Linked DNA regions of Sus scrofa: region 1 is linked to region 2. A link is a contact called in public promoter capture Hi-C data. All regions are on one chromosome and are shown on one strand. The core of a region is the stretch at or near the end of the contact, and the rest is flanking DNA. Distances in the headings are between cores, read along the strand shown. Region 1 holds the start of PHF2 (lysine-specific demethylase PHF2). Region 2 holds the start of CARD19 (caspase recruitment domain family member 19).

Region 1 (5,626 bases), core at 2,572-5,071, 360 kb after region 2:
AGGACAAATGCTGTATGATGCCACTCACACAAGGGCCCTAGAGTAGTCAAATTCATGGAGACATGAAGTAGAATGCCGGTTGCTAGGGGCTGGAGGTGGGGGTATCGAAGAATTAGTGTTTGGTGGGGTCAGGATTTCAGTTTGGGAAGATGACAAGTTGTAGTGATGGATGATGGTGATGGCTGCACAATATTGTGAATGTACTTAATATCACAGAGCTGTACACTTAAAAATGGTTAAAATGGTAAATTTTCTGTTGCTATAATTAAAAAAGACAAAACCCACAAGAAACCCTGCACCTGCGTTCAGAACACTTTGTTGAGTGAATAAACACATATGGAAGATGCTGGTTTTCCATTGGATAATTTTGTGAATAAAACACATCTTGGCCTCAGATGCTCACTGTAGGGTGTGCTGTAGTCGTGCTTTGCCAGAGAGCCAGGGTGGAGGGGCAGTGCGTGGGCCATGTAGCTAGGGAGCCCACCTGCCTCTCCCCTCCAGCATGCTAGGCCGCTTGGGGTGGGTGGTGAGGTCTGGAGGCTTGCACAGCCTAGTGGATGCTGCGCAGTGGGGGATGGGTCAAACTTGTTGAGGCAAGGGGCAGACCATGCGAAAGGGCCATAGAACTTAGGGCAGCCGAGGACCAAAGACATTCCCCTCCTCTCTGGGTCCTTACAAATAAGTTCCCTTCATTCTCCTTCCCTGCCTCACCCCTTCTAGGCCTCTGCTTCCAGTGCTCCACCTCTGCCCAACCCCCACCCTGTGCCTGTTCCCCAGGGCACTGTGGTGCCCAGGCCCCTCTATGTGTCAATGTCTCTCTTTACTGCAATATGAGCTGCACAAGACTTGGGGCTGCTGAGTGCTCCATTGCTAGTCCACTGCTCGGCACACAGCAGGTGCTCAATACATGTTGACGTAAATGAATGAGAGAGGGGGAGGACGCAGAGAAGAGGCAGGCTTTCTGATGGGGGATAAAGGGGAAGTCATAGTGAGAAACCAAAGAGAGGAAGAGTCTGGGACCCATATTGAGACTTATTTTAGTCTGTAGTTGGCAGGCAGCCTTGGAAAAGCTTTGAGTAACAGAAGTGTCTCAGTGGACACTTCCAGAAGCAAGTTGACACAGCTATAGACAGTGGAGTCCTGGAAGGCAGGGGGTGGAGGTGGACGGGTAGGGTGGCTGGACCCATCAGAGGTCAGCAGTGAATGACTTGGAGTGGGAGGCGCCCATGCCGAATGTATGTGCTCAGGAGCTGACTGAGGGGCGGCAGAGTAGGCTCAGGCCCTGGAGAAGTCTGGGTTCCTGGCTTGCTCCTTCCTCTCACCAGCCAGCTGACTTCCTCCATGAGGCATTCAACTGCTTTGAGCCTCGGTATTCACTTCTGGAAAATGGCACCAATACTATACCTCTCCATGACACCTGTCTATATACCTATTTCTAAAGTGGCAGCGATAATGCCTAAGGTGTCAGTGTGAATGCTGAGTACATAACAATCACTACCTAGGGGATATGCTAAGCGCTTTACAAGCAGTTGGGTGAGTTCTAGTCCATGTCTGTGAAGAACTAAGCACCGTGCACTGTACCTGGTATGCATTTGATAAATGCTGGGTATCTGTTATCATTATTTGTAAAGTAGGAAAGGAAAGTGTCAGAGATGAGGGCTCCCTGCAAGTTAGCTTCCCCTGCACCATAGTCAGGTTGGTCTCCAGAAGTTTCTGGCTCTGATGGATGACTGACTGGGGGATGTGGATATTTCTAGGTTAAGTGCTTCCTGTACCACCGTGGGGGAAGGCAACTCAGCACTGCCCAGGCCCAGCTCTTTGGGTCTCCTTGCAGACTCTGATCTGCAGGCTGAGTACTGTTTATCTGCACCAATTCACATGAGGGTGATAATGATGGACAATGCTTAATAGTTACTCCTTACCCTAGGTCATCCAGGCTGTAACCAGGAAGAAGGACTCAGGACGGGAGGGTGACAGCTGGAATTCAGGTAGGAAGGCTTTACGGTGCTCCAGATCCTGAGCAGCTCACCAGGGTGTGAGAGGGTGAGGAGGGGGGGATAATCCCTTTCTTACCCCTTCTCCAGTTTCTTTCTCCCACTGTCACTCCCTCCTAGCTAAGGCCCTGCCCTGGGCACTACCAAGGCTGTGACTGAGGGATTGTCTTTTGGGGAAAGGTGGCTGACCATGTGAGGGTAGATTTTGACTCAGGAGGAGGGAGGACCTCAACTTACAATTGGAGCAAGTGGCCCTTAGCAGCTGCAGGCCTCGGCTGAGTGTCTGTTAAAGGTGCTTCTGTGAGGTGAGCTGCCCCAGGTTTCCTGCCTCAAGTCTGGAATTCTGTGCTTGTGGTGGCCAGCATCTCCCAGCAACATGCAGATTTTGCCTGGGGAGGGTGGAGAAGAAGCACAGAGTGAGAGAGCGTAGACAGATTCCTTCCTCTGAATTAGGAGCCAGCTCTGCTCTGGCATACTGAAATGAGGCCCCATGGATGCAGCAGCTAGGAGTGGGGCTGGGGAGAGCCCGCTATAGAATATGCCTTGGGAAAAAGATCCCTCAGAGCCAGGTCCCCTCCCCGTCTTACACTAAAGATCCTGACCATCCCAGGTGAGGTGGAAGGACCGCTCCAGGGCAAAGGCCCAGATCCACACTGGAGCACCTCTTCGGTGTCCCCCTTCCTCCTACATCCTTGTTGCCACCAGCAGAACTCAAGCAATTGGGGACACAGACAGGAGGCCTGGAACCTGCTGTTCTGCCTGCATCTTAGGTCTCCGGGGCTTGAGGGCTCTGACCAGGGCTCCTGGGCAGCTCAGATTCCAGGTAACTGTTTTCTCTTTATAGGGCTGACTCGTGCCAGCACGCTCCGGGTCCCCTAAATTCTGTGCTCCTCTGAGGGCTGAGCATCAAGGGAAGTCCAGAGTGAGGGAGGGTGGGCTGTCCTCAGCCAGGAATGAAGGGGAAAGAGAAGTTGTATTCCAGCCAGAAATTCAGTAGGGCGAGGTGGTGATGAGGGCACAGGAGGAACCCCCCTGGCTGTCCCCTGCCCCACTGCTGTATCACAAGAAAGTTAGAGCCAAGTAGTTGCTCCTCAGCCTTCTGAACCAGGAAGGACGCCCTCGGGGTCTCACCCCACACCCAGGGGGTCTCCCAGCCCTGCCCTTCCCCCTGGTCCCCTCAGTCCAGCCTCTCCGCGGGGACTCCCCCCACCCACCCGACGCCCCCCGCGCCCATCTTCTTCCAGGTGACGGTCTTCCAGCCACCCTCTTCCCTGGCTGGGGTTCCCAGCCCACCTTCTCCTTTGGAGGGGTTTCCCAGCCCACCTTTTCCCCTGGCAGGGTCTCCTCAGCCCCCCTTCTTTCCCTGCAGGTCCCCGACCCACCTTCTCCTGGCAGGCTCCCCGGTCCTTTTTCTCCCCTGGCAGGGTCCCCCCGGCCCACTTTCTCCCCGGCGGGGTACCCCGGCCCGCCTTCCCCGCGGTCCCCGGCCCGCCTTCCCGCGGCGGCAGCGGCGGCCCAGGCTGGCGGGCGGAGGCGGCGCCACCCGGGGCGCTGACGTAGAGGCCGCTCGGCGGCCGGGGGTCCCTTCGGTGGGGCCGCGGCTCCCCGCCCGCCGCCCCGCGCGTCCATTCCCTTTTGTGTCCCGCGCGCGGCCCGTCCCCCGCGCACACTCGCGCCCTGCGCCCCACGGGCCGGCGGGCGGCTCCCGGCGCGGCCCTGTACCGCGCGCCCCGCTTTGTGTGGACGCGCCGGCCGGGTGCGCGCGGGCTGTCGTGCGCCCCCGGCCCCGTCCCCGGCCCCGGCCCCGGCCCCGGCCCCGGCCCCCGCCCGGCCCGGCCCGCCCGGCCCGACCCGGGAGCGCAGCGCGGGCCGCGGGGCGGGCGGGCGGCGCGGCGAACATGGCGACGGTGCCCGTGTACTGCGTCTGCCGGCTCCCCTACGACGTTACCCGCTTCATGATCGAGTGCGACGCCTGCAAGGACTGGTTCCACGGCAGGTGAGCGCGCAGCCGCCCGGTTCCGGCCCCGGCCCCCGGCCCCGGCTCGGGCCCTGGCCCCCGGCCCCGGCCCGGCCCCGGCAGCGCTCCGCAGGCCCCCGCCCGCCGCCTCCCGCCGGCCGCGCGCCCTTTTGTGCCCGGGGCGGGGGCCGGGGCCGGGCGGGCGCCCCTCGCTGCCGCCGCGCACAAAGCGGGCCCGCGGGGGGCGACGGGCGGGGGCCGCGCCGGGAAGTTGGGGCGCCCGGCCGGCCCGGCTGCCTGACAGCGGGGCCGCGGAGGCCGGGCTCCGGAGGCCCAGGCCCAGCGCCCGCCGCCTCCCCCGCGAAGTTGCAGGAACTTTCCCCGCGCGGGCCCCGGAGAGTCGCGAGTGGCGGGCTCGGACGCTGGCGGGGCTGGAACTGACGTGGGGCCCGGCCAGGTGGCGGCCGGCGCGCCCACCCTCTGCCGCGGCCCGGAGCTCCGGCACCTCGTCCGAGCGGGACCCCTGCCCGGCCCCTGGTCCCTGCGGGGCCCCTGGACCCAGCCGGCCTGCGCGCCCCCGGGCGGGAGTGTGGGTGACAGAATGGTGTCCGTGTGTGGGTGCGGGTGTCGTGGCTTTGCCGCCTCCTCCCTGGCCGTCACGTTTCCCCATTCCCCTCCGCTCTGCTCCAGACACAGGCCCACCCTGGTTTTGACCTGACCTTATGCTCTCGGAGGAAAATGGGGTGGGGGGAGGTAAAGCTTGGCCTTTGCCTAAGACCATGACCTGGCCCTGTGCCGAGTTTTCAAAAGCCCGAGGCCCCCTCCCGCCCAGAAGTAAGTGGAGGAGGAGGAAGAGGAGGTGACACTGGTGCCCAAACTGCTCCAACAGGTTCTCATGTGTTTGGGCCTCAGCAGGACCCGCCAGCGGCTGGCCAGGGTGGTATGCCCTCCTAGGCTCCAGTCTGAAACCAGCAGGAGCAGGGCTGAGAGGGAGAGAGGAGCGTGTGTCGGGAGGTGGTTCCTCAGCTCCCAGAGAGGAAAAACTCCCCCCACTTTTAACTGCAGAGGAGCCAGTGGCCCTTAAATATGGGCCATGGTGTCTAGTTCTGCTAGTGGGGGAGCCAGGCAGCCAGATGTGACAGGGCTCGCTCAGGTTGGTCAGCGCCAGGCCCAAGTCCCAGCTCAGTGCCTGTGACATGGACCCCAGTGAGCAAAGGTGGGACTCCATGGGACAGGGATCCCCACTGAAATCCCCTGGGCCTCCTGGGCTGCTCTCCTGTGGATATCCAGGGCTGCGGGGACCCCACAGAGCAGCAGAGCCTTCAGTGTGAGCCCTGAAGTCTGCCCAGAACAGGGCTGCTCTGCACACCCACCAGTTGGCATCCTCTCAGAGTTCATGGCTGGATCAGGGGTGAGAGCTGCCGTATGATCCTTCATGGCTCCTCAGTTCCAGAGATGCTGAGAAGCTGGCCTCGAGTGCCCTGAAAGTGGTGGGGCCTCTCCCTCCTCCCACACTCCCATCCAGGGCGTGCCGAGCTCCCTAGGTGCCTAGGCTAGGGGAGTATGAGGGCGCAGGAGAATCTTTGACTTTCCAGCTCCCTCTCCACCGGGTTGGAAAGGCAAGGCCAGGTCTCAGCTAGACTTTGAGATGAGAAGGAGGGGGTGGGAGGAGTGA
Region 2 (5,369 bases), core at 193-2,692:
GAAAAAAGAAAAAAACGAAACACCCAAAGTAGTTGAACATCAAAAGATTACACCTCAAGTTAATGTGCTTTTCTACATTTGCGAAGATGCTAGAATCTCCCTCAATAAAAGTATTCCTTAGATATGCATCTTAATGATCCAGGGCCGGTAACTTGTTTTTCCTCTATCTTAAATTCCCCTCGGGTGGTGGTGGTGGCGTAGTGGCTAAAGACTTGACGGCGGGTAACTTTCATTATTTACTGGGATGATAGGTAACATTTTTTGTCCGCAAAGCCATGATCCAGGATGAAAGATGCAAAATAATGGAGGTGGGGGTCAGGCCATTCCACCAGTGGACAACAGGCCCCGTCCGGGAGGCCCCTAAGTGGCCTGTGCGCGGCTTGCAGAGGAAGGGCCTGGACTTGCACTAACGCACTGCCAAGTCAGGTTACCCGGACCTCCTACCCCGTTGTCTCAAGGTCTGAGGTAGCCTGGGGTAGGACGGGGCTGGGCTCTCAGTTAAGCCAGGCCAGGTTCACTCCCAGCGTTTGAGGAAGGGACGGTGCCCGTGTGGTGACCTCCTACGACTCGGCCCAAGAATTTTGGGGTTTCCAGCCGACAAATGCACCCATTCTCCAGTTTCCTCATTCCAGGAGTGGCGGCAATGGCATGGCAGACCGTGTCCAGAAACGCTTAGCGGGGTCCGGAGCTTGGCTACCCCCACCCTAGACCAAGACAGGGTGGAACAAGAGCGGGTCCAAGGTGGGGGGTCGGGGAGGAGTGAGGAGGAGACCCGCGAGGTTGCCCCAGAGGATCCGGCGAGGGCCGGGGCTCAGGATGCAGCGGCAAAGGACATGCGCCGAAAGGGGCGGGGCTAGACTGGGGGCGGGACCACGTGGGAAAAGGCGGGGTGCGGGAGGAACTCTGTGAGGGGCGGAGCTGAGGGCATCTCTTCCTGGCAAGAATGAGGCCCAAGGCTTCCTGGGCTCAGAGAGGGGCGGGATGCAGGACTGTGGCAGAGGCGTAGTGGCGCCAGCGGGGGTGGGCTCAGTGTGGGTGGGTTTAGAGCGCCAGCGGTGACAGAGCCAAGTCAGGGCCGCCCGGAAGGGCTGGCTCGGTGAGGGGCGGGGCCGAGGGCCCCTAGCGGCGTCCATTACCACGCCTTAGGAAGCGGGGCTGCGGGGGAGGTACGGCGTTTAGAACCCTTGAGGCGACGCCGCCGACGCCGTGGGCGGGGCCTAGTGGGAGGGGCGGGCTCAGTGCGGGGCGGGGCTAAGGGCTCCTAGCGGCGTCTGTTCCCACGCGCTAGGAAACCAGGCTGGAGGGAGCTGCGGCGTTTAGAGCCCTGGCGGCGATGGCGGCGATGGCGCCGACGCCGTGGGCGGGGCCTAACGGGAGAGGGCGGGCTAAGTGAGGGGCAGGGTTAGGACTTAGTCGCGATGATGCTGGGGGCGGGGCCCGCCGGGAAAGAGCGGGCCAGGGCGGGCGGCGGTCACCGGGGCTGACGGGCAGCGGACCGGACAACCAGACAGACAGACGGCGGCAGGGGGACGGGCCGGCTGGGTGCACGCTGTGCCGCCGCCATGACAGGTGAGCGCTGTCCGGGGTCGTGCCTGACAGGGACAGGCGCGCGGCCACGGTGGCCCGTAGGGTCCGGTGTCCCGATACCACCCCAGGGGAGGCCCCTCGCTGCGACGGGAGTGACCTTGCCCGTGACGGCGGGACCGCGGCAAAGCGGCGTGCAGCCTGGGGCCAGTTTCTTGGGGGACGAGGCCAGGCCAGGCTCTGGAGGGTTCTGGGCGACAGAGGCTGGGCCTGGGATGGTTCTGAGGGGTGAGGCCAGGGCATGCCGTGGAAGGTTCTAGTGAGTGGGGGCCAGGTCTTGGGTGGTGTCGGGAAGGCAGGGATCAGTGCATGTCTGTGGGTCAGGAGATTCTGGGCTGGGGATGTGGCCTGACAGTGGGAGGTTAAAGTCAAAGGTGTGCGAGGAATACTCTTTTAGGTTCTGGGTTCTACTATGTGCTCCTATCAGGAGATAATAGACTGAGAATGGCGTCAGGTGGTTCATTCCTGGGCAGTGGTTGGTAGTCAGGGGAATCTCTGGTACCTCCCATTCTGCACCCCTTGCCCAGTGGGGACAGGCCCAGGAGAATTGTGCACACGCTTTGCGCTCCATACTGGATTGTTTAAGGCCCTCCAGCATCTTTTTCCAGGACAGGGTCTCCAGCCCAGCAACCTACACCCCCCACCCCTACCCTCAATCCACTCTACCCCACCCAGGACCTCTCTGGACCTGCCCACTGCCTTCCTGACCCTAACTGAACAGGGTGGCCCTTTTCTGTAGACCTTCTCCTGTAGGAGAAGCTCCATGAAAATGACAGGCTGGTGACAGAGCCCATGACAGTGTGGTCAGGGAATGTGGTGGCTCCCAGAAGCGATACTTCATTTCAAGGGCCCCACTATTCTGCTTCATGAGGCAGAAGTCACCTAGGGGTAGCCCAGGGGGTCAGGGAGTTCCCAGAAGTCCCTGTTCTCTCCCCAACACTCACTGGAGACCCAGCCCAAGTCCTGCACACAAATAGGATTTCTTGGGCAGGAACCTGGTGATTTCCAGGACATCAGTGTCCCAGCCGAAGCCAGAAGGGACCCTAGCAGTTATGCACTCTGTTCTCATCTCCCTGAACCCTTTTTATCTGTGGCTGCTGTTTCTAAGTACAGTTGACCCTTGAACAACTGGAATTTCAACTGTGAGGATCCATTTGTATGTGGACTTTTTTTTTTTTTTGATAAATATGTTATACTACTACGTGATATGAGGTTAGTTGAATCCAAGGATATAGAATCTTGGATCCACAGGGCCGACTGTAAAGTTATGTATGGATATTCCATGCTCAGGGGTCTATGCCCCCACCTTCACCTTGTTCAGGGGTCTGTTGTACCTCCTGTGCACCTGGGCCTTTCTGTTCAGAACTGCTATATGGGGTAATGTGGAATAGCATCTCTGTTGTGTGGCTGAGGAAACCAAGGCTCAGACGGGGCAGGTGCCAAGCCCCAGGATCACTGGGGCAGTCAGTGGCAGAGCCGGACCCACCAGTTCCACTTCTCCCTGCCATCTCTGTGTCCTGGCCCTCTAGAGACCCCTCCCCATAGAGCCATTTATTTTCAGGGTGGGAACTGGGACCAGAGAGGGTTAAATGGGCAGGTCTTCAAGGCTGCAGGCCCCAAGTTCTTGGTTCACTGCCTCCATGCATCGACAGGGGCCTGCCCCAAGTTTGTTCTGGGGCCTCAGTGATGGGTTGCAGAGTGAGTTTGTGGGACCTGATGTGTCTGCACAGGGCCAGCACTGGCCAAGTGTCACTGCAGCAATTGCTGTTGCTGCAGAAGCAGCCACTGACTTGTGGTATGCTGGGGAGTGAGCCATCTCAACTCCTTGCTTGTGGCCAGTTTCGGCATGGGGACTGGAGGGGATTCTGGGATATTCAATTCAGGAAAGGAGGCTGAGGCCCCCAAATCTGGACTTTGGTGGGGCAGAGGCCAGGGGAACTCAGGAAGGCCTCTCAGGAGTAGGACAGTGAGCATGAATTAGCCAGGTGGGAATCACAGGGACAGGTAGTCTTCTCTCAAAGATGAGATCCTGAACAGTATGGTGAGGTTGGGGGCTGCTGGGCAGGGGATGGCTCAGGGGCCTGGGAGGCACAGTGAGGGCTACTGGACCCAGCTCCCACAGCACAGGGCCCCGGGTGCCAGCCAGAGTTAACAGGTTGGGGGTCCACGGTTGTGGTGCCAGCTGGGCAGGAAGATGGGAGAGGTAGGGCTTAGCAAAGGTTGCTGCTGAAGGTCTGGAGAGTTTTGTGCCAGAGCATTCCTCTTCCTTTGTCCTGTAAAAACAGTCTGGGACCAAAGGGGTTTTCTTTCCTGTGCTTTCTCATGGCTCTGAGTGGCCGCCTGGGTGTGGTTTGTGTGCACAGCTCACAACCACCACAGGAAGCACAGGGCACGGCAGAGCCTGGAGCTTTGGCCCCCAGGCTATACCATTGTGCCAAATGACTCACAGCTCGAGGCAATGGAGGTTCCACCTGGCTAGCAGCCTGCATGATGGGAGGAATCACTGCAAGGTGCTGGCTGCCAGCCACTGCCAGGCCTTGCCCTTGAACCTTAAGAATCCATTCATTCCAAAACTCTTTAGTGAGTGCTTACTATGGGTTGGCCCTGTGCACAGGTGCACACACTGGCAGTGCTGGGCAAGACAGCTTTATATCTTGCCTGGGATGCCATGATGCAGCTAATTGTGTAGTTAATTACTAGGTTGATTAGAGAGGCAGAAAATCTGGATGTTAGGAGTTGGCCCGGATTGTGCCTGTGTCCTGGCTTTGATCATCACTTCTTAGCTGAGATCTCAGACAGGAACCTTATCCACCCCCGGGCCTCGGTTTCCCCTTTGGCAAAGGGGGGTGGAGATCATGCTTATGTTGCAGAGCTGATGGAAGAATGATGATTATCTGTATGTACAGAGCCCATGGGATGCTCAAGCATGGGGCACACTCCATGAGCTGTGGCCAATATTCTTAACCTTTTATTATTATTTTTTCATTTTTAAAAATTCTTTTAGGGCCACAGCTGCAGCCTGTGAAAGTTGCCAGCTTACTTACATCACAGCCACAGCCACAGCAATGCCCCATGTGTGACCTACACCACAGCCTGTAGCAATACTGGATCCTTAACCCACTGAGAGAGGCCAGGGATTGAACCCACATCCTCATGGATCCTAGTCAGGTTCTTAACCTGCTGAGCCACATTGGGAACTCTTCTTCTTAACCTTTTAATCAGAGATGCTGCAGGTGCTGAAGCCGGATGACCAGGAGAGTCCTGCTGTCTGGTGGTAGCAGGTCTTTCCACATTCCTATCCGTGGCTTCCTCGCCATGTTGGGGCTGCTGACAAATCCGTCTTCAAGGTATACTTTCAGAGACTGAGAGAATTAGAAGTTCATATTCTTGGGGGGAAAGACCATGCACTAGGCGGTGGCATCAGAAGAGAGAGAGATGAGGAAGACAAGTGGTCTCTTGAGTTGGGCCTTTGGAAGAGATTAGGGAGGAGGCCCCACTTGTTTCAACTCAGACCCTATTTTTGTTGTTGTTGTTGTTTTTTTTAGGGCCACACCCGTGGCATGTGGAAGTTCACAGGCTAGGGCTCAAATCAGAGCTGCAGCTGAGGGCTTACAGCACAGCCACAGCAATACCAAATCCGAGCTGCATCTGTGACCTACACCACAGTTTGTGGCAATGCAGATCCTTAACCCACTGAGTGAGGCCAGGGGTTGAACCCACATCCTCATGGATACTAGTTTGGTTCTTTACCACTGAGCCACAACAGGAACTCCCTCAATGACCTT

What was found. Promoter capture Hi-C pulls out the DNA fragments that hold promoters and counts their contacts.
Region 1: a promoter capture Hi-C map of liver shows a contact between it and region 2, with 4 times the contacts expected there. The contact joins the promoter of PHF2 here to the promoter of CARD19 in region 2. A contact is called at or near these places in 1 of 5 promoter capture datasets (liver) and 1 of 2 datasets of contacts at active chromatin or transcription factors (alveolar macrophages).

What each region holds. Positions count from the first base shown.
Region 1 is chr3:42,984,787-42,990,412 of Sscrofa11.1, forward strand. PHF2 (lysine-specific demethylase PHF2) reads left to right here and starts at 3,822. Exons shown (of 22, transcript XM_021088179.1): 1 at 3,822-3,990. The coding sequence starts at 3,893. LOC106509726 (a long non-coding RNA gene) reads right to left here and starts at 4,050. Exons shown (of 4, transcript XR_002342934.1): 1 at 3,943-4,050; 2 at 2,232-2,383.
Region 2 is chr3:42,632,074-42,637,442 of Sscrofa11.1, forward strand. CARD19 (caspase recruitment domain family member 19) reads left to right here and starts at 1,443. Exons shown (of 6, transcript NM_001244277.1): 1 at 1,443-1,569. The coding sequence starts at 1,563.